Linked DNA regions of Mus musculus: regions 1, 3 and 4 are each linked to region 2. The links are chromatin contacts, called in public promoter capture Hi-C maps. All regions are on one chromosome and are shown on one strand. The core of a region is the stretch at or near the end of the contact, and the rest is flanking DNA. Distances in the headings are between cores, read along the strand shown. Region 1 overlaps App (amyloid beta (A4) precursor protein). Region 2 holds the start of Ltn1 (listerin E3 ubiquitin protein ligase 1). Region 3 overlaps Tiam1 (T cell lymphoma invasion and metastasis 1). Region 4 overlaps App (amyloid beta (A4) precursor protein).

The links. Promoter capture Hi-C pulls out the DNA fragments that hold promoters and counts their contacts.
Region 1: a promoter capture Hi-C map of stem cell-derived epiblast-like cells shows a contact between it and region 2, with 6 times the contacts expected there. The contact joins the enhancer-like site here to the promoter of Ltn1 in region 2. A contact is called at or near these places in 5 of 39 promoter capture datasets (cranial neural crest, hippocampal neurons, liver and 1 more) and 4 of 115 datasets of contacts at active chromatin or transcription factors (astrocytes, embryonic limb bud, embryonic stem cells and 1 more).
Region 3: a contact with region 2 is called in a promoter capture Hi-C map of neutrophils, with 6 times the contacts expected there. The contact joins the enhancer-like site here to the promoter of Ltn1 in region 2. A contact is called at or near these places in 3 of 39 promoter capture datasets (hippocampal neurons, neutrophils and pre-B cells) and 2 of 115 datasets of contacts at active chromatin or transcription factors (embryonic forebrain and thymic regulatory T cells).
Region 4: a promoter capture Hi-C map of liver shows a contact between it and region 2, with 4 times the contacts expected there. The contact joins the enhancer-like site here to the promoter of Ltn1 in region 2. A contact is called at or near these places in 6 of 39 promoter capture datasets (the 3T3-L1 cell line, cranial neural crest, hippocampal neurons and 1 more), 2 of 115 datasets of contacts at active chromatin or transcription factors (astrocytes and extraembryonic endoderm stem cells) and 1 of 9 other capture datasets (embryonic stem cells).

What each region holds. Positions count from the first base shown.
Region 1 is chr16:85,125,220-85,130,743 of GRCm38.p6, forward strand. The region is part of intron 1 of App (amyloid beta (A4) precursor protein); the gene reads right to left. Among named protein-coding and RNA genes, the nearest start is that of App, 46 kb to the right of the region's middle. Within about 2 kb of position 3,317, at least 64 of the 459 cell types and tissues checked have an H3K27ac peak or open chromatin away from gene starts, as enhancers often do. A contact at or near this core is called in embryonic limb bud and stem cell-derived epiblast-like cells, where this site is marked.
Region 2 is chr16:87,428,817-87,434,288 of GRCm38.p6, forward strand. Ltn1 (listerin E3 ubiquitin protein ligase 1) reads right to left here and starts at 3,790. Exons shown (of 30, transcript NM_001081068.1): 1 at 3,610-3,790. The coding sequence starts at 3,651. Rwdd2b (RWD domain containing 2B) reads right to left here. Exons shown (of 5, transcript NM_016924.2): 5 at 4,515-5,472.
Region 3 is chr16:89,844,633-89,850,131 of GRCm38.p6, forward strand. Tiam1 (T cell lymphoma invasion and metastasis 1) reads right to left here. Exons shown (of 28, transcript NM_009384.3): 12 at 5,018-5,122. Among named protein-coding and RNA genes, the nearest start is that of Gm52239, 53 kb to the left of the region's middle. Within about 2 kb of position 3,814, at least 86 of the 459 cell types and tissues checked have an H3K27ac peak or open chromatin away from gene starts, as enhancers often do. A contact at or near this core is called in neutrophils and thymic regulatory T cells, where this site is marked.
Region 4 is chr16:85,144,734-85,150,336 of GRCm38.p6, forward strand. All of the region lies in intron 1 of App (amyloid beta (A4) precursor protein), which reads right to left. Among named protein-coding and RNA genes, the nearest start is that of App, 26 kb to the right of the region's middle. Within about 2 kb of position 4,163, at least 156 of the 459 cell types and tissues checked have an H3K27ac peak or open chromatin away from gene starts, as enhancers often do. A contact at or near this core is called in liver, where this site is marked.

The DNA.
Region 1 (5,524 bases), core at 2,067-4,566, 2.3 Mb before region 2:
ACTCTCTCTTCCTGCTGTCAGACGAACCAGATGTAGAACTCTTGGGTCCTTTACCAGCACCGGGTCTGCCTGTGTACCACCATACTTCTGACCATGATGATAGTGGACTAAACCTCTGAACCTGGAAGCCAGCTCCTGTTTAATGTCTTCCTTTCTAAGAGTTGCTATGGTGATAGTGTCTTTTCACAGCAATAGAGACCCTCTGTAATGCTCCTCCCACTCCTGTCCTTTCCCCTCCTCTCTACAAGCCCCTTCCCCACATTCATGACAGTTTGCTTTGCTTTATTCCTCATTGATTTTAAGCTATCCCGGGCCATCTGCATAGCTACAGGCTTGGAACTAGCTGTAGAAGCCCATTGGTCCCATAGTCTGATGCACAACCGATGACAATAAATGATCTTCTCTTTCGCACCTCACGCAATCCAATGGTTAACAATAGGTCAGCACAGGAGGCTCCTCACATCCATGACACTGGTGACAAGCCTAGTATTGTACAGGTGGAGCAGCTAAAACCAGTCAAGTCCTTTCCACAACTGTCATACTACCTGACCTTTTTTTTTTTTAATTAAACCTATCAAATAAATTATGCTTTATTTTCCTAAGTGTGATTCCTGAACTTCGTTTTTCTGTCTTTCATACTTCTCTATGCCACCCTCCCTCTTACCTTTAAAATTATTTTAATGCCATCTGTTTGTAGAATACATGTGCTGACAAAAGGTGGTGATCTTTTCCATATCTCTTCAAAGAAACTGACTACGGCCCTGTAGTCTTCTGATGATGTTGTGAGCTCAGCAAAGTGAGTTTAAACTAGAAAATATATGCCTATGTTCCCTTCGGGTTTTCTGTGCAAGGGGAGTTAATGTTGTAGTGGTTATCGTCATCATCAACTTGGCTGCATTTAGAATCTCCGTGGAAACGAACCTGGGGTGTGTCTGTGGTCAACTTGTGAACAATCTGTGTGGGTTGTTCCACCCAGGTTTAACTGAAGAGTAAAGACCCTCCCTGAATACCAACAGGTTCATCGTATGGGCTGGGACCACAGGCATAGTAAAAAAAGGAGAGAACAAATTGGTCGCTAGGATTCATCTCTCTCCTCTTCCTGACTATGTATCTGACACAACCAGCTCTTCATCCTCCTGCTTCCATGACATCCCCACCATGATGGATGCTACCCTCAGAGAGAGAGCCAGCTTGCCTTACTTAAATTGCTTTTGCCAGATGTTCTGTCTCAGCAACAAGAGAAGCAGCTGATACAAATATTAAGTATGAAAGCCAATACATAGATAGAGAAGGTTTTAAACAACATATTATATTTCCATAAAGTAGAGCCAGTTTGGGAACTTCAGCTCTAGTCCCTCCAAAATTATAATAGATTACTGAACTAGGAACAGCAGAATTGGTTTTATTTAACATTTTGCTACCTTTTACAAATGTGTACTTAAAAGGAAAAACAAAAGCAAAAAACAAAAAACCATGTCTCTAATGGAAAATTCTTTTCCAAATCAGCTGCAGCTGGATATTGAAGAAGCAATTAGATCAAACACACAAAGTGAATCAGAAGCCTTTCAATCCTTCCTGTAGCCCGCCTAAGTTAACCAGCACAAGACAACTCTCAGCATCCTCACCTGCATCTGTCAACATGCTGGTTGCTATAAGCAACCCAGCCTCAGAATCCATCCAAGAAGAGAGCAGCAGCATCAGACAATGGGGCCACACAGAACGTAAGATTTTCCTGCCTCACGGCCAGTCCGAACAGGTTTACTCAAACCTCTTTTCCTGAACAAAGTCTCTAAGAAAAAGCTTAATAAATCCCATGCAATGTTCTACTCAGAGCCTGACAGTATGAACGTTCATATAATTGAAGTCTTTCTATCCTAGAACATATTTGCTGTCAGATTCCTCTTCTCCTCTCAATGTCAACTGGAAGATCTACTCCTCGCTTCTAAAAAATATCTCCCTACTTGGAAAAGCAACAGATGCCGCTTAGTAAGTGGAGAATTATGATCAGTGGAATAACCACTCCACTGAACCGCCGTGAGAGCCAAAGGTATGTTCTAATTACTGTGCCTAAGAGATCCATTAAACAACAATGCCTCTAACCTGTAAGTCCCTTGCCCAAGGACAGATCCTTGCAGAGAGGCTGGAAGCAACTCCCTTAAACAAGTTTGCTTGACTCAACTGCACCAGATGCATGCAGACAGGAATTATCTCAGGATGTAGGACCTTTGGCCCAGATTGGATGGATGTAGGTAGGAGGTACACAAGCAGGAAGTACGTCTGGACCTACACTTGCTCTGGATGGCCCTGATGGGAAACATGGTGGCCTGTTGGGGTGGCCTTTTCAAACCTCTGCAGAAGGTTACTCTTTACTGTTTCCTGGGACCCCAAGAATGGACCCCGCCAGAGTTCATCATCCTGGCCAGTATTTAATTAAAAGCTTGCTTCAAATTTGGATCAAAAAATTCTTTCAGTGGTCTTAATCTCCACCAGTGGGATTAGCACCACCAGGTTATTTTTTTCAGAAATGTAAGTCAACAGTGCGGGCTAGAACCCATACTGTACACAGGTGGCTCTGCGTGGTTCGTGTGGTTTTGTGGAGGCTGCGTATGAAAATAACCTGTATGGATTGCTGCCGCCATCCTGAAACTGGAGATATTTTTCCCATGGGAAAACAGTGTTCGGTGCCAACAAACAAAACAGCCAGCTGAAACAGTAGGTGTTCAGCCATGGCTTCAAAAGCAAAGAGGCTACTTAAAAAAACGCTGAGCTAGAGCCACGGAAATATTACTCTTAAAAACACGGCTAACCTTTTTGGAAACAAACCTTTGCTATCAGGGAAAACAAAAAAGTTTGTTTTTTTTTTTCCTTGAGCCACAACACAGAGAGCAAAGACATGCCATGGACTTTCCTCATGGTACTGCAGCTAGATGTTGGCCTTAAATCAGCAGAGCTAAAATAAAGGTAAACATATGGACTTGACTTGGACCCATCTGCAGAGGGTGAATGGGGAAGTCTACCCCTCCAACCCCTACCATTTACAATGAAGGGAAGAGGCAGCGTCTGGAACAAGCTCTCTTTCTGCCTTTCAAACAGGGCGCTCCTTCTCTCCAGGAACTTTCTCTCCTTTTCATTATCAAGATCAGAATTCCTTATAGAACGGGTTTGGCAGCATTCTTCACCCCAGTCCCAGCTAAGAGGGGCTTGAACAAGGAGCTCTCTGTTTTCCTGGTTAAAAAGGCCAGCTTGGCAAGACGGGGCATGGATCCATCGCTTGGCCCCATCAGTGGATTTATGTCGTTTTAAGGTTTCTGGCTAATGAAGACCATCTGGTTTCTACATCCAAGCAGGCTTCTCACTGGCCTGAATAATTCTCTCTCGTATGGTGTAGTATTTGGTATTTTTTTCTTCTTTGGTGGGATTCTTGTATAAGCTCTTAAAAAAACAGACGGATTCTATTTCTATCCTATCCTTGGTTTTCCTTGCATAAATACTATTTGCTTGCTCATAACCTGAGCACAGTTCAATTACATTACTTACACACACACACACACACACACACACACACACACACACACACACACACACACTGTACACTCCAAGTTTCTTTTAAATTCAACCCTGAACGCCTTCTCCCCTTTCAAAGGTCATGAACTGATTTCCGTAATGACAATCTAGGAAGTTTGCCTGTGAGCTCCTTTTAAGGATGAATAATCACTATGAGCAAATTTTGCTACTCCAACCAAAAGACAAGACTCTGCGAGGGAGGGTCCCTCTAACCCATCATCCACAGAGAACATACGCAGAGCATCGTTTCGTCAATAACAGGAAACTAGGGCTTAAATTACAATCGAGGAAAGGAAAGAAAGTGCAAAGATCATTTAGGCCAACTTGAAGCAGGACTAGACTAAGATTTCATCCATGGCTAGAGTGTCAGAGGCAGAGAGAAGTTGGCCACTGTCTGTCAAAGGCAGATGCATATGTGTGTGGGGACAAAGGATAGAATTGCCCACCAAACACGTACAGAAAAGTGAACCACGACGGCTGTTAGAACCCTGCTCCTCAAATTACCCACATGGTGGTCACAGTAAGTCACAGTACCTTTACAGTATAGCCATGTCCAGCCTGAGTTCCAGCCTAGAAGGATCTGTTACAAAAGTGAGTAGAGAAGGGGGAGGGGAGGGGAAATAACCGCTCTCACAGACTTAATGTAGGTAGTTTTCACACCTGGAAACTCGTCATTCTTTGGAGTCACTTGCTGACATAGCTTCAAATTACAACTCAGCGCTCTTAGAAGCTTTTCCTGGCCTCTGTGGATGCCATGCTCTGCAAATGAGGGCCACACAGGTGTTCTCCAGCTGACCCCAAAACTCTGCCCCATCTCAAGGCTACTGAAGCATGCTCCCTGCTGATGCCCAGCAGGAAACCAAGAGGTCTATTGAAAGCAGCAGCGTTTATCATTCAACACCCACGAGATTAATAACTGCCGCTGAAAGCTTGCATTATAGGAAGGCCTAGCAAAGACTGGCAGGCAGACTGCTGCTTAACCAACTATAAATGGATTAGAAATTGGAATTTAAAAAAAAAAAACAAAAACAGAAGTATTTGTGAGATAACCCAAGGATTAGGTTCAAAGTTAGTTTGCAATCCAACAAATGCCTATTTAGGTCCCCACTACCCTTTAAAAAAAAAGACTAGAATTTGAACTGCTCGATGCACAGGAACATTCCTGGAAAGCACCTCTGTACACAGGCTGATAACACTGATAAAAACTTCAGTGACTCCATTCAGTTTGCAACGCTGCTGATTCAACACGACAATTAATTATTATTTTCAGGCTATCTCAAGCCCAGCTAAGGAGCCAAACCTTGCCCATCTTTGTTGACCTAGGAACTGGAGTAGCAAATCAAATCTTTTGGAATGTATTAACCTAATAAAAACCTATCCTCCACCTATGGAAAGACTTTGAATGCTATCTATCAGGTTGGACTGGGAGGTTGTAGTTGAGAGTCTTCGGCTGGCTTTAACTGCTCTCCTAACTTTTCTACTGGTATATTTTTTAAATACCTTGGATTTCTAACTCTCTTTGTTCTATAATTCCTAGTGCATTCTTGATGGGTTCTCTGGCCCTCGCTGAGCTGTTTTCAGGATTTGAGTTTGTGGTTGTTGTTTAGGACAGCCTCAAGAAGGACAGATGGCTCAGCACTTAAGAGCACTGACTGACCCCCTCTACCAGAGGTCCTGAGTTCAATTCCCAGCAACCACATGGTGGCTCACAACCATCTGGATATGGGATCTGATGCACTCTTCTGGTGTGTGTCTGAAGACAGCTACACTGTCTTACTTTATCAAGTTGAATCTACAGTGATGCATTCACTTCAGAGAAACACTACAGTTAGAGAATGTAACGGTCATAGTTTGGGTCTGGAGTGTCCCCTAAATGTCCATGTCAAAGGCTTGGCTGCCAGCCTGTGGCACTGCCAGTAAGTAGGGAAACCCTTAACAGGTACTAAAAGTCAAGTCATTC
Region 2 (5,472 bases), core at 2,540-5,039:
TGTTCTTGGAGAACACCTTCAATGGGCTGCCCCCAACTGCCTGCAACTCCAACCCCAGGGATCTAAGCCCTGCCTCTTCTGCACTTTGAGGGCACCTGCATTCACATGAGCACATTCTCACACATGCAGACTCACATAATCAAATCCTTTTTGTTGTTGTTTTTGTTTTGTTTTTTGAGACAGGGTTTCTCTGTGTAGCCCTGGCTGTCCTGGAACTCACTCTGTAGAACAGGCTGGCCTGGAACTCAGAAATCCGCCTGCCTCTGCCTCCCAAGGGCTGGGATTAAAGGTGTGCACCACCATGCCCGGCTGTTTTGAAGCATTTTTACATTCAATAAGGTCATAGTAAGTTTGAGGCAATAGTTTAAATCACAAGTCAATAAAGCCTCAGGAGTTATAGCAGAATTGTTCACATGTCTTTCCATAATTTAGTTATAGCAGAATTGTTTACATGCCTTTCCATAATTTAGGACTAGTACCTGACTATACATTTATTATCTATCTTTTAGCCCCCTTTAAGTTCATTATAAGTTTAAAGCAATAATTTTTGTCATAAGTTAGCACAGTTTTGTCAAGAGACCAATCATCTGCCTTGTGTCTTATTATTTTGAAGTCTGGTATAGATAAACGAATCCCTGCATCTCAGAGCACACCCATCAGTCATGCCAAATGGTGGGACATCTCCAGGAAACTCACTTGCTTGCCACAGCCTGTCCTACATGGGTTCTGACACATTCTCCCACTATTCAATATCCTAGATCCTGCTCAAAATTTCCTATGTATAATATATGCTCTCTCATAATTTAGCCTTCACATAATCTTTTCTCTCCATCTGAGGGCCCTTCCTTCCTTCTCAATGCCTGACAAACTTCTATCCTTCAAGACAGTAGTGTTTGCAATGCGCTTCTCCCTCAGACCAATCAGCACTCTCTTCTGTTCTTTCAGTCTTTCCACTCATACATTCATACCTATTTCCTAATTGTTTCATACGCCATAATATTTTCTTAGAAATCTGTGCCTATCATTAAACAGATACTTCAAGAATAGCAAGCAGAAGCTAGCTGTGTGGTGGTACAAAACTGTAATCCCACAATCCCAGCACTGGGAGGGTTGGTGTGAGAATCAGGATGTCAGAGTCAGGCTCAGCTACATAATTAGATCAAGTCCAGCCTGAATGATACATATGAGACCCAGTTTCAAAACAAAGGAAAGAGCAGTTAGCCATGTTAGTGGTACAGCCCTGTAACCTCAGCACTAAGGAGCCTGGAACAAGAAGATCACAAGTGTGAGGCCAGCCTAGGCTACACAAGAAGTCGCAGACCAGGCTATCCCACATTGTAAAATCCCATCTCAAAACAAAAAGTCAAAACAACAAAAAAGACATGTATCTACTAAAATCTACAAATATATATGGCTCCCAGCACTATTTTCTATTGAACAAATGCTACTTTTAAGTTCAAGTCCAGGCCCAGCAAGATGGTTCCGAGGATAAATCGCTTGCTATGCAAGCTGTCAGACAATCTGGACTTCCATCCCGGAAACCCACAAAAAGGGAAAGGAGAATGGACTCCTGAAAGGCGTCCTCTCAGCGCGCCCCCTATGACGTAACATTTTAAAAACTAAACTTCAAGCCCCAACTCTGAAGCTTCCAGGCTACACAAATTTAAGCAAGTAAACTTCTCTAAACTTCAGTTAGATCACCCTTCAAATGAGGTAAGAGCAATCATTTCACTCTTTGTCATTTGCGATACCAACAGTAACTCTGAAGTACTGCAGGAAGAATTTAATCCCAGCAGGGTGTGAAAATCTTTAGGGGTAAGTATGTCTAACCACAGACTGCAACACCACATATTTCTTATTATCCAATGGAAAAAGATAACTTTACAATGCTCAACACTAAGCAAATGCCACTGAGAAAGGAAAAAATAAAACAAAAACAAAACAAAACAAAAAAGAATAATAAAGGGGGGGAAGGCACCCTGGTCTACAGAGCTGGCTAGTTCCAGAACAGAGAAACACTGTCTTAAAGGGGAAAAAAAAGTATTGTACACTTCTGGAATGATATACTGAAAATGTTATCATACAAAGCATGGTCAAAAATGGCTTAGCTGGAATCAATAGAAGGAAACAATTAGATGAGACTAAACAAAGCCAACCAATGGCCAACTCTTCCTGGTCATTATGACATAAAAAACACGCTCATTTAGGATGTATGAAATGGAAAACTGTCTAAATCAAAAGACTTCAAAGTATAAGTTGTTTTTATGTGTCTTTTAATGTATTCCCTGCCAAAGGGAACAAGTGATACTTGACTGAGTCATAAATGCTTTGAAAATGTTATTATCTAAAAACAACTTTAAGTCAGTCCTGGTGGTGCATGCCTTTAATCCCAGCACTGTAGAGACAGAGGCAGGCACATCTGTGAACGACTTCCAGGACAGGTGAGCTACAAAGAGAAACTGCCTTGATAAACCAAAATCAAAATAAAATAAAAACAGAATTAAATCTATAAAAGTTAGTAGAAATACAAATTGTAAGTCTACATGTTATATTTGTGTACTCCACCATGGTTAAAGTTTCACATGTTATATGAAGAATGACACTGTTTTTAGAATACATAAGGTAGAGAACTTGGGTGTTAAATACTGAGATCAACTCTCCTAAGGGTCAGCAAAATTTATAAATTAAGAGATGAGGGACTGGAAGGATGGCTCAGTGGTTAAGAGCACTGACTGTTCTTCCAAAGGTCCAGAGTTCAAATCTCAGCAACCACATGATGGCTCACAACCATCTGTAACAAAATTTAACTCCCTCTTCCGGGGTGTCTGAAGACAGCTACAGTGTACTCACATATAATAAATAAATAAATCTAAAAAAAAAATGGTGGAACAGGTCTATAAAAGCGAACTGTGTGTGTGTGTGTGTGTGTGTGTGTGTGTGTGTATGTGTGTGTGATCCATCAGGATAAAGGCTGCAGAGAAACACCTGCCTTTAAGATACTTTCAAAGCGCCAGGTGGTGGTGGCACACGCTTTTAATCCCAGCACTTGGGAGGCAGAGGCAGGAGAATTTCTGAGTTCCAGGCCAGCCTGGTCTACAGAATGAGTTCCAGGACAGCCAGGGCTATACAGGATGCATTAAGGTATCTAGAGCCACCTAACATATGGCCATCCGAAGCCTGCCAGGCCAGCCAAGTTCGTGGCAAGTTCAGGGTGGCCAGAGTGAAGCAGGAAAAGCGAGGTAAGCTTGAGACCAGAGACCCAACGGGTGACACCGACCTGACACCGGGCATACCACCGACGGGCTCGGGCCTTGGCAAGGAGGGACTGAGCGAGTGAAGCCCACGCTTGCTTCTTCCCTCCCACAGCTCCTACACAAGCTCGGCCACCCACGAGGGCCGCCCGGGTGCTCACTGTCACCGTTTCCCGATGACACCTCCCTCCCTGGGCGCGCTCCGTTTCCCAGATCCGGCGTGAAACGTCGTTTGGGTCCCAACTCCTCGACTTGTCCACCCGCGGGGACGCACACACCGGGAGGTCACACTCTTCCCTCACGGCCCTCTGGACACCCGGGCCGCAGGCCGCGGGGCTACCATCACCACAGGACTCACCCTGAGGTTCCCCTTAGTCCGCTGCTTGTTCTTCCCGCCCATGGTGGCGGTGGCAGCCCGGCTCTCAGTCTGCAGAGCCGAAGTTGACACGGGCGGGCCACAACTTCCGGTCCCTCGCGCCGGAAGGGGATTCACTGTAGCCACTTCCCCCTCGCCCTCCCAGCCTTTCGGCTTCCTACTTCCGCTCCCGCCTCCCTGTCAGGACTCTGACCATCCGCTGCCTGAAACGTAACAAAGAAGGCCACGCCTGCCTGAGTGGCGTCACTGCTGACCAATAAGAAACCAGCGTTGAGCCCGTGGCGCCAAACCTGTCCGAGATATTTGTAGTGGAGAGATTTCCTTCCTAGTGTGTAGGAATTTGCTCTTCCAGAGGTCCTGAGTTCGATTCCCAGCAACCACATGGTAGCTCACAACCATCTGCAATGGGATCTGACGCCCTTTTCTGGTGTGTCTGAAGAAAGCTACAGTGTACTCATATAAATAAAATAAATCTTTAAAAATAAAATGAAATAATAAAAGCAGAGGAGTTGGGGCGACTAACTTGGTAGAGTGCTTTCCTGGCATTCCTGAAGGCTGAGTTTGATTCCCTACATTGAGCAAACCAGGTCTGCTGGCACACCCTCCCAATACCAGCACTGAAGACACAGAGAAGAGGAGAATCACAAATTTAAGGTCAGCTTTGCACACTTAAAGTTCAAGGGCAGCCTGGGATATATGAAAATCTATCTCGAAATAGGAAATAAAAAGAAAAAAGAATCATCAGGTCACATAGGCATGAGACACTGTCTTAAAGAAACAACAAGAAACCATTTGAGCTCTACTCATGCCCCAGTCTTCAGCGATGCAAGGCCAGATAGGGGCCAAATCTAAACACATGCAATTTGAAATGAACCACAAACACCAATGAGGAAGGCTTTATACTGTTTGTACTTTAAAAGACAGGGTAGTTTCAAACTTCTGACTACTGATAACAAGCACAGATTGTTTAAAATTTCATTTTATTTCAAAGGTCTGGAGACAGGCTGGGATTAACATTGGGTCCGCATGTGGCAAGGTGTCTTGTACAATGACATCTCTGAGATAGCTTGGCCCTTTCTCTTGCCATCACTTCAGGGGCCATGGCAGAAAGAGAAGAGAGGCAAATTCATCCCCAGAAATCCTGCACTGTAACCTACAGCCCAATGCAGCTGCAAGAGAGGCCAGGAGGGTGAACAGGCAGCTTTTCCAGGTTCCTAGTGAAGGCAGAAGAGTGTGGGAAATCCCTAGCAAGTCGAACCATCAAAATTACCTTCACATATAATTTGTCTTTCAAGTTTCATGAGACAGAGCCTCGTGTAGCCCAGCTGGCCTTCAACTTCCCATCCTCCTGCCTCTACTTCCCAAGTGCTGGGATTATAAGCATGTGCCTTCAGATCCAGCTCACGTCAAGAAATTTCCACCAAGCTGTAGAGATGGCTCAGAGGTTAAAAGGGTGCACTGCTCTTGCAGAGGACCCAAGTTTGGCTCCCAGCACCCACACCGGGTACCTCACAACCTCCTGTAACTCCAGCTCCAGGGGATCTGATACCCCAAATATATTTACATGTTTATGTTCATGCATGCACCCTTGGAGGACAGAGTACATCAAATGCCCTGAAGTAAAGACATATAGGTAGTTATGAGCTCCCTGCCAGGGGTGCTGGGAACTGAACTTAGGTCCTTGGCACTAGCAGCATATGCTCTTAACTTCTGAGTCATTTCTCCACCCTTCTCACTTAGTAATTTAAAGCTTACAAGTCGAAACCCAGTTTTTCTCTCAGGCATGGCAAGTTTTAACTGATACATTTCAGCCATATTAATTTTCTTCTTGTGACCCCAACCCTA
Region 3 (5,499 bases), core at 2,564-5,063, 2.4 Mb after region 2:
CTGACAAGACATGGCAGGACAAGCACCATGCTCACTCAATACCACAGTGTTCATCTCTGCTGGGGTTGAGCCCTGCTCATTTATTTTTAAATATGTGTAGCAGCCAGTCCTTCCCACTAGGTGACAGCATAGACCCGTTAGTTCTGACCATCTCTGCAGAGAGCCAGTGGGATACTTTGCTCAGAATTTCTGCTCTCCACTGTGTCCACTGTCTCGGTGTCACATAAGCCAGCCTCGGGGCCACACGCTCACTCTTGTGCTGACTGAGACTCAGGCCAGGTTAAGGAAAAAAAAAAAAAGTAAAAAAATACAGGAAACTTCTGTGTCTTAAAATGTGTTTTCTGAAACCACAGGATCTGGGCTAGGGAATTTGAAAGCTGGCCACCTTATGCACAGGCAAGTGGCACACATATTGAAGTTCCACGTTTAAAGTACTATTGAAGCACCTCCCCCAGGCCCCAGAGGGGAAACATCATAAGTTTTTAACACTGCTCTAACCACATGCTGTTAGTCCTGTCTCCCCGTCTCCCCTGACCATGCCAGCCTAAGCCACAAAGGCCTCTTAGCCACAGTACCCTAGCCAGCAGGGAGTCGTCCCGTGTCCTAGAGTGCGCTTGGCATACACCAACCTCAAGGAGCCTGTTACAATAGAGGCCAGCTGTTGCCATTACTAGGTAACTCACAGGACTGGTTTCAGGATCTCCAGGACCCCAGAATCTCCAAACCCATGGGTGCTCAACTCTCTTATGGGAAACAGTGTGGTATTTGCATAAAAGCTATGTCACACAGGCTTTGAATTGTCTTTAGATTGCACTTGATACCTACCTAATACAACACAAATGATAGGCAGATTGTCTTCATTTTGTATTGCGTGAGAAGTTAAGAACTGAGACACACACACACTCTCTCTCTCTCTCTCTCTTTCAAATTTTATCAATGGCGTCGCTTACTGAGCCTAGAGTTCGCCAATTCAGCCAGGCTGGCCAGCCAGCCAGGTCTGAGGCTCCCGCTGTCTCTGCCTCCTGCACTGGGATTAGAGGTGCCTGGCTCTGTACCACCGTTTACAGGGGTACCGGAGTCTAGAGCTCAGGCTTCTGTGGCAGGAATGTTACCAACTGACCTTTCTCCCCAGACCCATGTCACACCTTCTTGAAACACTTTTCTGTAAAACACGTGAGACTCACATCTTGTTCTCCTCACCCCCAGACTCACCTCACACCTCAGCATGCCAGCACCGTGCCTCTCTCCCTAACTTCTTGCTTCTCCAAGCCTGAAAACCTGCTGCCAGTGACAGGTTTTTACATGTATTTCTGCGAACCTGAATAGAGGCTCCTCCAGAAACAGGACCCCCCCCCCCCCACCTCTGGCACATACCCTGTGAGGATCAGAGATTATTCTTGGCACAGAAACGCTAAGTAAATATTTGCGAGATGAATGAATAAATAAATTAATCAATTTTGGCTGCACATTTTATTCCCCTGTCACTTTAATAAGATCTCATTTAGTGTGAAATCTGGAAAGCTATTGTCTCTACAGACTAAACCCCAGGTCTGTGGCCATTCCATGGACTGTTTCCAACAACTATCTAGTCAGGAAGAAATAGCCAAATGGGTATCATTTACATTAATATAATCAGCAAAGCAGGCAGACAATGACTATTGGTAGATATTCAGAGAACTCCCTTCTCACTCACACAAATGAATACTCATTACTCTCCAAGATCTTCCAAGTCCAGGACTCACTTTCTGCTATCGATGGGACAGAATTAAGTATCTGGGGTTGGGGTGGGAGTCATATATGAGGGCATGGCTGGAGACACCTGCAGGTTCCTGCAGAGCAGTGCCCCAGCATGCAGGGAGGTAGCAGGGCTTATTAATATCGTGTAGCCTGCTGCTTGCTCAGAAACGAGCAAGAAAACAAATATGCTCTCAGAAAGCACTCTGTGCCCAGACAGGCCCTGCCTTAGCATGACCCCACACCCCGAGGAATGCTCTAAAGCAGGGCTGCAGAACAGGGACCCCTGAGATGATTCTAGGGGCCTGTGAACTCAGAACAGAAAGCAAAAGATACCCAGAACATTTACGGAAGACGGCCCAGCATCTTCTCTGACCGTGGGTGCACGTAGGCAACCCGGACCACAACACTACGAGTGCCCGTGGCTTCCTCATGAGTACTAAAGCCATCTCAGTAGCAAATCCCAGTTGCTATTAATACCTCTGGATATTAGTTATACTTGCCACTATTTCTGAGCAGCAGTAGCTACTACATCCACTGTTAAGTTTTATAATTTCGTGAGCTCATAACATGTTACCTATCATTTAAAATTGAGTTTTGCTAAGCATCTTGCTATGACTAAGCCATGGGAAGGTCTGTCTGTATGTCCTGTCTCACGTGACTGTAAGCATTACTCTGGGAAGGGGTCAAGAAGCTTCGTCAGGCACGAAAGCCGCCCAGAACGCAAGAAGCTTAGAGAGCCTGGTAAGATGGAGGTGCTGACGTAAGCACGACCCTGGTCACTGCTTCCCTGGGGATCTCTGGGCCAGAGACCACTGCAAAGGGTGAGAGAAAGCACAGTGGTCCCTTTGTACCTACGGGTTGTTCCCCTTAACTATAGCACATACATAATAACAATTATAGACCTGAACAGGCTGAGCTGGGCTCACCAGCACTCCATCGTCATCACTGGATAAAGCCACACCGTATCCATAGCTTAAATATGATATGTGACTAGGGGAGGGTTGGAGGGTTGGCTCAATGGTTAAGATCACTCGATACTTTTGAAGAGGACCCAGTTCAATTCCCAGCACACACAGGGCGGCTCCCAACTGTCTGTGACTCCAGTCTTATTCATACACATAAGATAGTAAAATAAATAAATCTAAAAAAAGTTTGTTCATAACAATAGTATATGACTAATAAACATTTTAAAGCCATGGCCTGATTAGCACACGTGCCTGGTATCTACAGGACCAGATTAGCACACATGCCTGACATGTATAGGACCCGAGTAGTATACATTCCTGGTATATACAGGACCTGATTAGCACACATGCCTGTTATATACAAGAAATAGAAGCTTGTTGCCTATGAGCCCTGCAATTTACTGTTTGTAAAATTCACAAATTATAAGGCATAAACTAAACTATCTTCTTGCAGCGTAATCAGCCTGACCTCTCTGACTTTTTTGATCATGAAACTCCAAGTTATTCACCGAGATGAGATGAAACTGTAGCCCAGGCTAGCCCCAAGCTTTATCTCTCAATCCTCTTGCCTAAGTCTCCCAGTGTAGGAATTTTAGATGTTTACCACACTACGCATGGGATTTTTTTTTTTCTTCCAAGAAACATCTTGCTGTGTTGTTCTCCAAGCTAACCTTGAACTCCTAGAGGTCATGCAACTCTTCTGCCTCAGCCCCCTGAGCAGCTAGGGCTACAGATGAGGACTGTAGTGCTGAGCTAAGGCTTTTCTTCTTTGGCATGGAAAGGACTCCTTGAGTATGTTCACAGAACACAAACAACTGGCTATTTAATTCTCAGAAGGAACACCTTGGCTCCTGGCTGTTAATGAGACCAGCTCCATCTCCATCAACACAGTCAACAGTGGCTTAAAGAGTCGAGAGGTCATTTATGTCCTTTTCCCTTTGCAATATTTATGTATATGAGTGTTTTGCCTGCAGGCACATTTATGCACCATGTGTGTGCAGTGACTACAGAGGCCAGAAGAGGGCATCAGATAGCCCAGAATTACAATTGTGGATGGTGGTGAGCCGCCATGTGGGCACTGAGAACCTTAAGCTGGTTCCTCTGCAGGAGCCGTCCTTTTCTTAGTCACAGAACCATCCCCCCACCAGGCCCACTTTCATCCTCTTCCAACATATAACATGATCAGACTGCCACAAGAGAAAAATCCATATTTCCTCAAAAAAAAAATATAATACTTTAGAGATCTGGGGTGACCTTTTCGGCTGGCAGAAACACTCCAAATCATAACTCTTCCAGTGGAAACAACCACTTGTATCTGTTATGCGCTTACGGTTGTCGAGAGTTTCCTAATAGAAGAAGTATAGCTCAAGAAGTTGATTTAAAATGCCACTCCCTATGACATTCTGCACTGTGGTTCCTCTTTCCAAAAGGAACCTCTGAGCTGTACTTCCAGTTCTGCTTTCTGTGGGGAGTCACTCCCCTGTTTCTATCCCCAGCTCCACGACAAGCAGCTCTGTGTCCCCCAGAAAGATGACTAAGAACCGAGAAGCCAGAACATTCCCCAAGAGAGGCCCTTGGTCCCCAAACCACTGTTTATTAGAACTGAAAGATGCACTGCTCTGCTAAGAAAAGGAACCTGCCAGTGGTTACCAAGGTGACAACCGCTAACACCTACTGAGAAACCATCTTTCTGCCCTTTGTAAAATCCCAGAACTTTCGGTATTGGTGTCTTATGCTCGCCAGCCCCCTATGATTTGTATGCAGAAGAACTGATAATAATCTCAGGCCCAGATCAGAAACTGCGTTCTCTATCTCTAAGGAGACTCAGACATCCACAGATGTCTCCAAGAATCTGTGTGAATGCAGTTTCAGCAAGCTGGGTGATGCATTAGATGGATGGTCGGGGAGGTGGGGGAGGGGGGTGTTACACCCACAAGATTTACCCCGTCAGTTCTGATAAGATGGTAGAAGTTGCACAAAATTGGAGCGCTTTCACTGTGGCAACCGCCAACTGATTTTAGAGTCACCGATTAAAAAGAAAGGTGTTCAGCAAGAGTCTGTCCTGATGACTCAACTCTTATCTGAGCATCATCTGTGGGTTTCAACGTCTTTGGTGGCAGCGCAGCCCTGCTTTTTGGACAAGCAAAGGCGACTTTCCACTCCGGGATTTCTGTGATAAGCAAGGTTATTTCTGCCAGCTCTGTGGCTCTGAATGAAGCTCATTCCATCCCACCAGCTACAATTACCACAAGTACATGCACGATTTGAAAATTATCTCAGACGGGGTGTTCGAGGACAGTGGTCGTAAACATTACCAGCTCGTAAATGTCCTCCTCGGGCTGCGGGATGTAGAACTGCACTCTGTTCTCCATTAGGAATTTCAGGCGCAGGTAATGGGCGGAATGATCCAGTTGATGTGTCTAGGACAGGAAGGGAGGAAAATGTCTGTTTAGTAGTGAACAGGAGGGATTCCGTCCTCGAGAGATCGGGAGACTTGTTATCTTGTTCCCTAAGGCAATGGGGATGGGGGTTGGGTGGCAGGTTTCTATACTTAAAAAAAAAAAAAGGTTAGACTACAAATCGGACCTGGAACTCATTAATAAAATGTCATACGGATCATGCAACTCAGTGCAGAAAACTGAGCCACAGACCCGTGTGTTTGGTTTGAGTTTTCAACTGTATCTCTTAAAGAAGCTCTTGCACGTCATGGCATACACTCACATGGTGAGGTGGAACGGACACACGGAGGAACGGAGGAACAGAGAAACAGAGAAACGGGGTGGGGGGGGTTACAATG
Region 4 (5,603 bases), core at 2,913-5,412, 2.3 Mb before region 2:
CCTAGCTTCTCATGAAGGTGGAGCTGGCTAATACGATTACCTGTAGAGGCTTCCAACTTCTTACTCAGGAATTAAAAATCTGACCAAACTACTAGGAAGTTCAAGTTGAAAACCAGACATAAATATGAATGCCTTATGACCTTTGTGACTTAGAGGTAAATTAGAGGCGATAACCTCTATTCACTAAGCCATCTCACCCTCTTCCTTTTAAAGACAGAATCTAAGCCCAGGCTAGCCTTAAACTTGTGATTCCCCCTGCCTCCAGCATCAAGAACAACAATTTCTCTTTCTGCTAAAAGACTTCTTTATTTTTTTCTGTCTCTCTGTCCATCCGTCTGTCTGTCTGTCTGTCTGTCTGTCTGTATGTATGTATGCATGTGAGTAGATGCATACTTTATTTGTATGACTGTTGGTGTGAGTACATGCATACTTTATTCGTGTCTGTTTGTCTGTCTGTCTGTGTGAGTACATGCATCCATGTGCTCTGTAGGTCCCTCCTCCTCCACCATTCTGCCTATTCCTTTGAGGCACTGTCCTTTCTTGGCTCTGAGACTTTTTATGTGCTGGGGGTGGGGGTGGGGTGGAGAGAAGAATGCTCACTGGTCTTCTTGCCTCTGACCCTTAGAATTGAAGTTACAGCTATGGGTGTAAGCCCGGGCTGTGAAATGAACTGGGATCCAAACTCTGCTCCTCCTGACTATGCGAAGAGCGACCTTAACTGTTAAGCTATCTCCTCAGCCCCCACCATTTCTGCCTTCACATGCCCTTTATGCCCTTCCTGCTCCCCCTGCCCCCGCCCCCACCAATGTCGAGGAATAAACTGAGGGCACCGCTAGCCAAGTGATCTGAACGGTGCTACAATCCCCAGCCCTAATCCAATTACACGCGTCTTTGACTTTTTTCCAACCAAATTTTCATTTTTCCATTTTCTTTGCCAGGTACCAGGATAAAATGGAAAAAAAAAATAGAGAAGGGTATCCATTTTACTCAGCAACTTCATTCTTTGGCCGTAACTACCCTCCTTTGTCCGGATGGCGAGTCTTCCATAAGAGGGCAAGTGCAAGCGCTTGGCTGGAAGACATGAAAAGTACAAGTGCCCCTCCCCCCGCAACCCCTCTGCTTTTCTCCTTTCCTGTCTTTAGCTCTACCAAGTCAGAGGCACGTCGCATATGCCTCACCATGAAGGCAGAGGCTTTGATGGCGAAATCTGGATTAACTTTTGAGAAAGAGTTCCACGCTGGTGATCTTTCCCTTGCAGGTCTTCCTGTCTTTGGGCGTGTGTCCTTAATGAAGACGTGGAGACTCCAATCTTTGCTTCTTCTTTCTACCCAGTCATAGCCATGAGGTGAATGAGCCATGCGCTCCCACCATGCTGTGCTGCCTTGCCACAGGTCAAAAGGTCTCCCAGGGATCACCGATCACGGAACAGAAAACTAAGGCAGTGAGAAATGTGTAACCACTAGGCTCCATCCTAAAGCCATGAGGATCTAGGGAAAGCTGTTTTTCATTTAAGTAAATCACGTAGGTTCTCAATAAGGTTACTGTTGAAAAAATTGAAATTTGATGTATAAAACAGAAGTCTGGTCTCTATAACTCATCTTTAGTATCTACACAGATTTGACTTATAAGTAAGTACAAAAAAAATGGCATTTTAAATAGCTGCTCATTTATCTCTATCCACCATATATATATAATCCCTGCTTTCCTTCCCAGAAAGTAAAGTGGTGACAAACGCAGATGAACTGTCTGATCAACGACACTGGACCTAAGGCTGGCTTGGTGGCTTGCTTTCTTCCTTTCCTTTTGCTTGCTTCTTTTTCTCTTTCTCTTTCTCTTTCTTTTTCTTTTGATTTTTTTTTTTTTTTTGGAGGGGGATTTCTCTTTGTAACAGCCCTAGCTGTATTGGACCTTGTTTTGTAGACCAGGCCGGCCTCAAACTCAAAGAGATCCACCTGCCTCTGTCTCCTGAGTGCTAGGATTAAAGTCATGTGTCAGTATGCCTGGCTGGTTTGGTGGTTTCTGAAAACATAAAACTGGTTTCAAAGCTATTGTTAGGCCTTGGCCCTAACTTCAAGGCCAGTCAGCTTATCTCTTCATCTTCAAATCTGGGTTTATTTTTTTAAAAAATGGTGCTCCAAAATGAAAGCACAGACTAGGGGGCCTTTGGAACACTGGATTTCAAGCTGTGTTCTAGGAAACCTTGGCTCTTTTCCTGGTGTCCCAAGGTAAGCCAAATAAAGAAATTGATACAAGTTTCAATAAAAACAAAGAGGGCTTTAAAATTTACTTTATAATGTGTTTTTTTAATCTAATCTCTATTTTTCTTGAAAAAAACACAATGACTTTTAAAAACTAAATGAAACCCTTTTTCCCCCTTTTATTTTGACTGCTAAGAGTTCTGATTGGTGGCAGGGAAGATAACTCAGGTGAAAGTACTTAGCAACACCCCTAGTAACCTGAGCTGCATGGGAACATGAGTTCCAACCTGGGATAACATGTCAGAAGGAGACAATCAATTTTCAAACGTTGTCTTCTCATCCCTAAAGCTCTACCAGGGCATGTTCTCACGAATGCCACACTAATAATTACATTTTTAATTGAAGTGTTCTGAAAGAAGCCCACACTGGAGGTCAGGATACCTGGTAAGAACAGAAACTTAACACCAAATCAGGAATAGCTGCAGGAGCCACAAGCTCCTTCGGAAATCCTAGACCGTTGTTTTTCTAAAGCCATGACGATGTGCTTCTAAAATTCAGTATTTACAGCTTGGAGTTTTTAAAAAGGGCCTACATAGCAACAACATAAACCTCTCTGGTCACCATCCCAGAGATACAAAAGATAGGAGTCCTATTTCTGTCCCTTCCCTTAGTGGATCTGAGTCACAGCTACCCCAGTGACCTTCCTGATGACAGCAGATACATGTTTGTCCCATAAACAGATGGCTTCCTAGTAAACTCGGGCGACCCCTAAGCTGCAGTTATCTGATAAGTACTTCTGTGCATCTAAGGGATAGTTTTAAAATTAGTAACAAAATGTATGTTGGTATCTAGTGGCCTGTTTTCCTAATTCTATTGGTCTAATTTTTATGTGAGAGTTTTTTGTTTGTTTGTTTGTTTGTGTTTGTTTGTTGCAGGTTTTAAAACAGTCTCAGGTAGCTAGCCCAGGGTTCTCTGGAATTTTGTACCTAGCAGAGGATGACCTGGAACTCCTGATTTTGACTTTCCAGGTACTGGGGTGACAGGTGTGCCCACTGTGCCTGGGCTGCTTGAAGCTTTTTTAATTTAAGTTTCTAAAAATCTTTTTTAGGAACATGGCAGTCATATAAGTAAGTTTGCAACCGCAGTCCTTGGTCTTGGGTTTGCATCAGAAACAACAATAGGTCTTGGCCCACACCCAGACTAGGAAAACTAATCTTTTCATACCATGGGCAGTCTCACAAATTATCTGGTTCTGCAATCACATTTAGAAAAACAAGCAAACAAACAAAAGCCTCAGTATGCATTTCATGAGGAATCTCTCAATAAAAAGATATTTCAGTCTTGGGATAGCTCTCACTGGTACAGTACTTTTTACTTAGTACACAAGGCTCTGGTCTGAGCCCCAGCTCAGGAGAAAAAAAAAAAGTTCAAGCAAAAGGAGTTATAAGCACTGTGAGGATCATGTTGAATAGGGTACCAAATGAAATAGTAGCCACATCGTTTATAAACTCCATCTCTATTTTTGATGATTTTATTTTGAGGGTTCTTGAGACACCGTTTCATGTCACCTGGCCTGGCCTGGAACATCTGTAGCTGAGTCTGTTTTGAACTCTGGATCCTTCTGCAGCCTCTTCCCAAGGCTTCCCAATCGGGAATCGGGGCACCACCACAGTCCCAAAGATGCTACTTTGGTTTTATAAAAAACACACTTTGCAAAAAGAAGATAAGAGGAGAGAAGTTCCCCTTACCATGGAGGAACTGAAAGTAACACTCACTTCACAGAATTCCCCCAGATAAACTGAGTGACAGCCAGTCATCTAACTGGTCCAGGCAAGCCCTCTAACCGGTCCAGAAGAGTTGGCTCCAGTCATTTGAGTTACATCAGCAGCTGTGGAATGTTCCCTGAGATCAACAGACACTGACCAGAGTCTGGTCCAGGCCAGAGCTTCCATCCCACGGTGAGTGAGTCAACTATTAGCCAGCGAGAGCTAGCCATCTTCCAGCAGGCCCAGCAAGGCCATGGCCTGCCTATACACATAGACTGTGCAAACCTCTGAGCCAAACATGCAGCAACTATAGTCGAGGGAGCTTTGTCTTGGGAACAGAGAGGCAGTTTCCTTCTTGTAAAAGGCAAAGCCTGGTCTCCGGATGTGGGGAGAAGAACTGTTGGCCTGGGTCCATGTAAGGCTCAAAGTCCACCGCTTCTACACTAGGCTCTGACAAAACAGATGGAGTCAAGAGAAAAGAATTCAGATTTAGACAGACAACAGAGCTACAGAATCTGGATTAGAATTAGTAGAGTATAAGTGGTGGTCCAGGTGGGAAATCTATTACTCAATGATAGCTAATCAGCAAGGTTAAAAGGTTGGTTGGTTGGTTTTATGTAGGGTACGGATGTCAACTCCTAGACTTCCCATTAAACTCTACAATCTATTTTGATGGCAACCAGTACTGCATACATCATGCCTAGGATCTAATAAACACATAATACAAAGACATGGAACTCTGATGGGACAGAAAAGCAGCAGAGTGTTACTAAAACGGGGAGAAAGTATCTGTCATCAGCCGTTACATGGTGGCTATGGTGTCCATTCATATGGTGTCACATAGTCATTATGTGAGCTTTGGGGGTTTGTATGTTGCTACAAAGCAACCTTGATGGTGATTTGTTTCTTTTACTGTGGGATAAACACTGATCCTGAAGACAGAGGGTTAAGGACATTCCATGGTGTCCCTCAGAAACACAGCTGCATGCATCAACAGAGAGCCACTGAGAACATCTGGCAGAGGAAGGGGAGAGGAGCCAGTCATGAGCACTGGCTTACAGCAGCATCAGTAATGACAAATGCTTACTGAAGCCTACACGATATTCTTACTGTAACCCTCCAGGTTAGGGACTTCACTTCTCTTTACAAATGAAGTGCAAGGTGGGTTTGTGAAAAAGAAGTAGCAAATAAAAGTTATCTTATCCAACATGCACGAGATAATGTTTTGATATATATATATATATATATATATATATATATATATATATATACACACACATATATATACATACATATATATATACACATATATATAATTTTAAGTAATTAAATAACAATTAACTAATGAAGTTACCTATCACCACACATACTGTTCTATATGTGTGTGAACACTTAAAACCTATTTCAAGAATATAACACTTATTATTAACTACAGTGACAATATCTATACTCCAGCTCTCTATGATGTACCCATGTCTAACTGCGAATTCCTACCCTTTGAACAACATCTCCCATTTACCCCATCCACTGGCATCTAGTGTCTACTCTTGCAAGTTCAACTGCTTCGATTCCATTTGGGAGGTCATGGGATGCTCATCTCTCTGGGTCATTTCACTTCCTTTAGGTAACAGCTTAGACT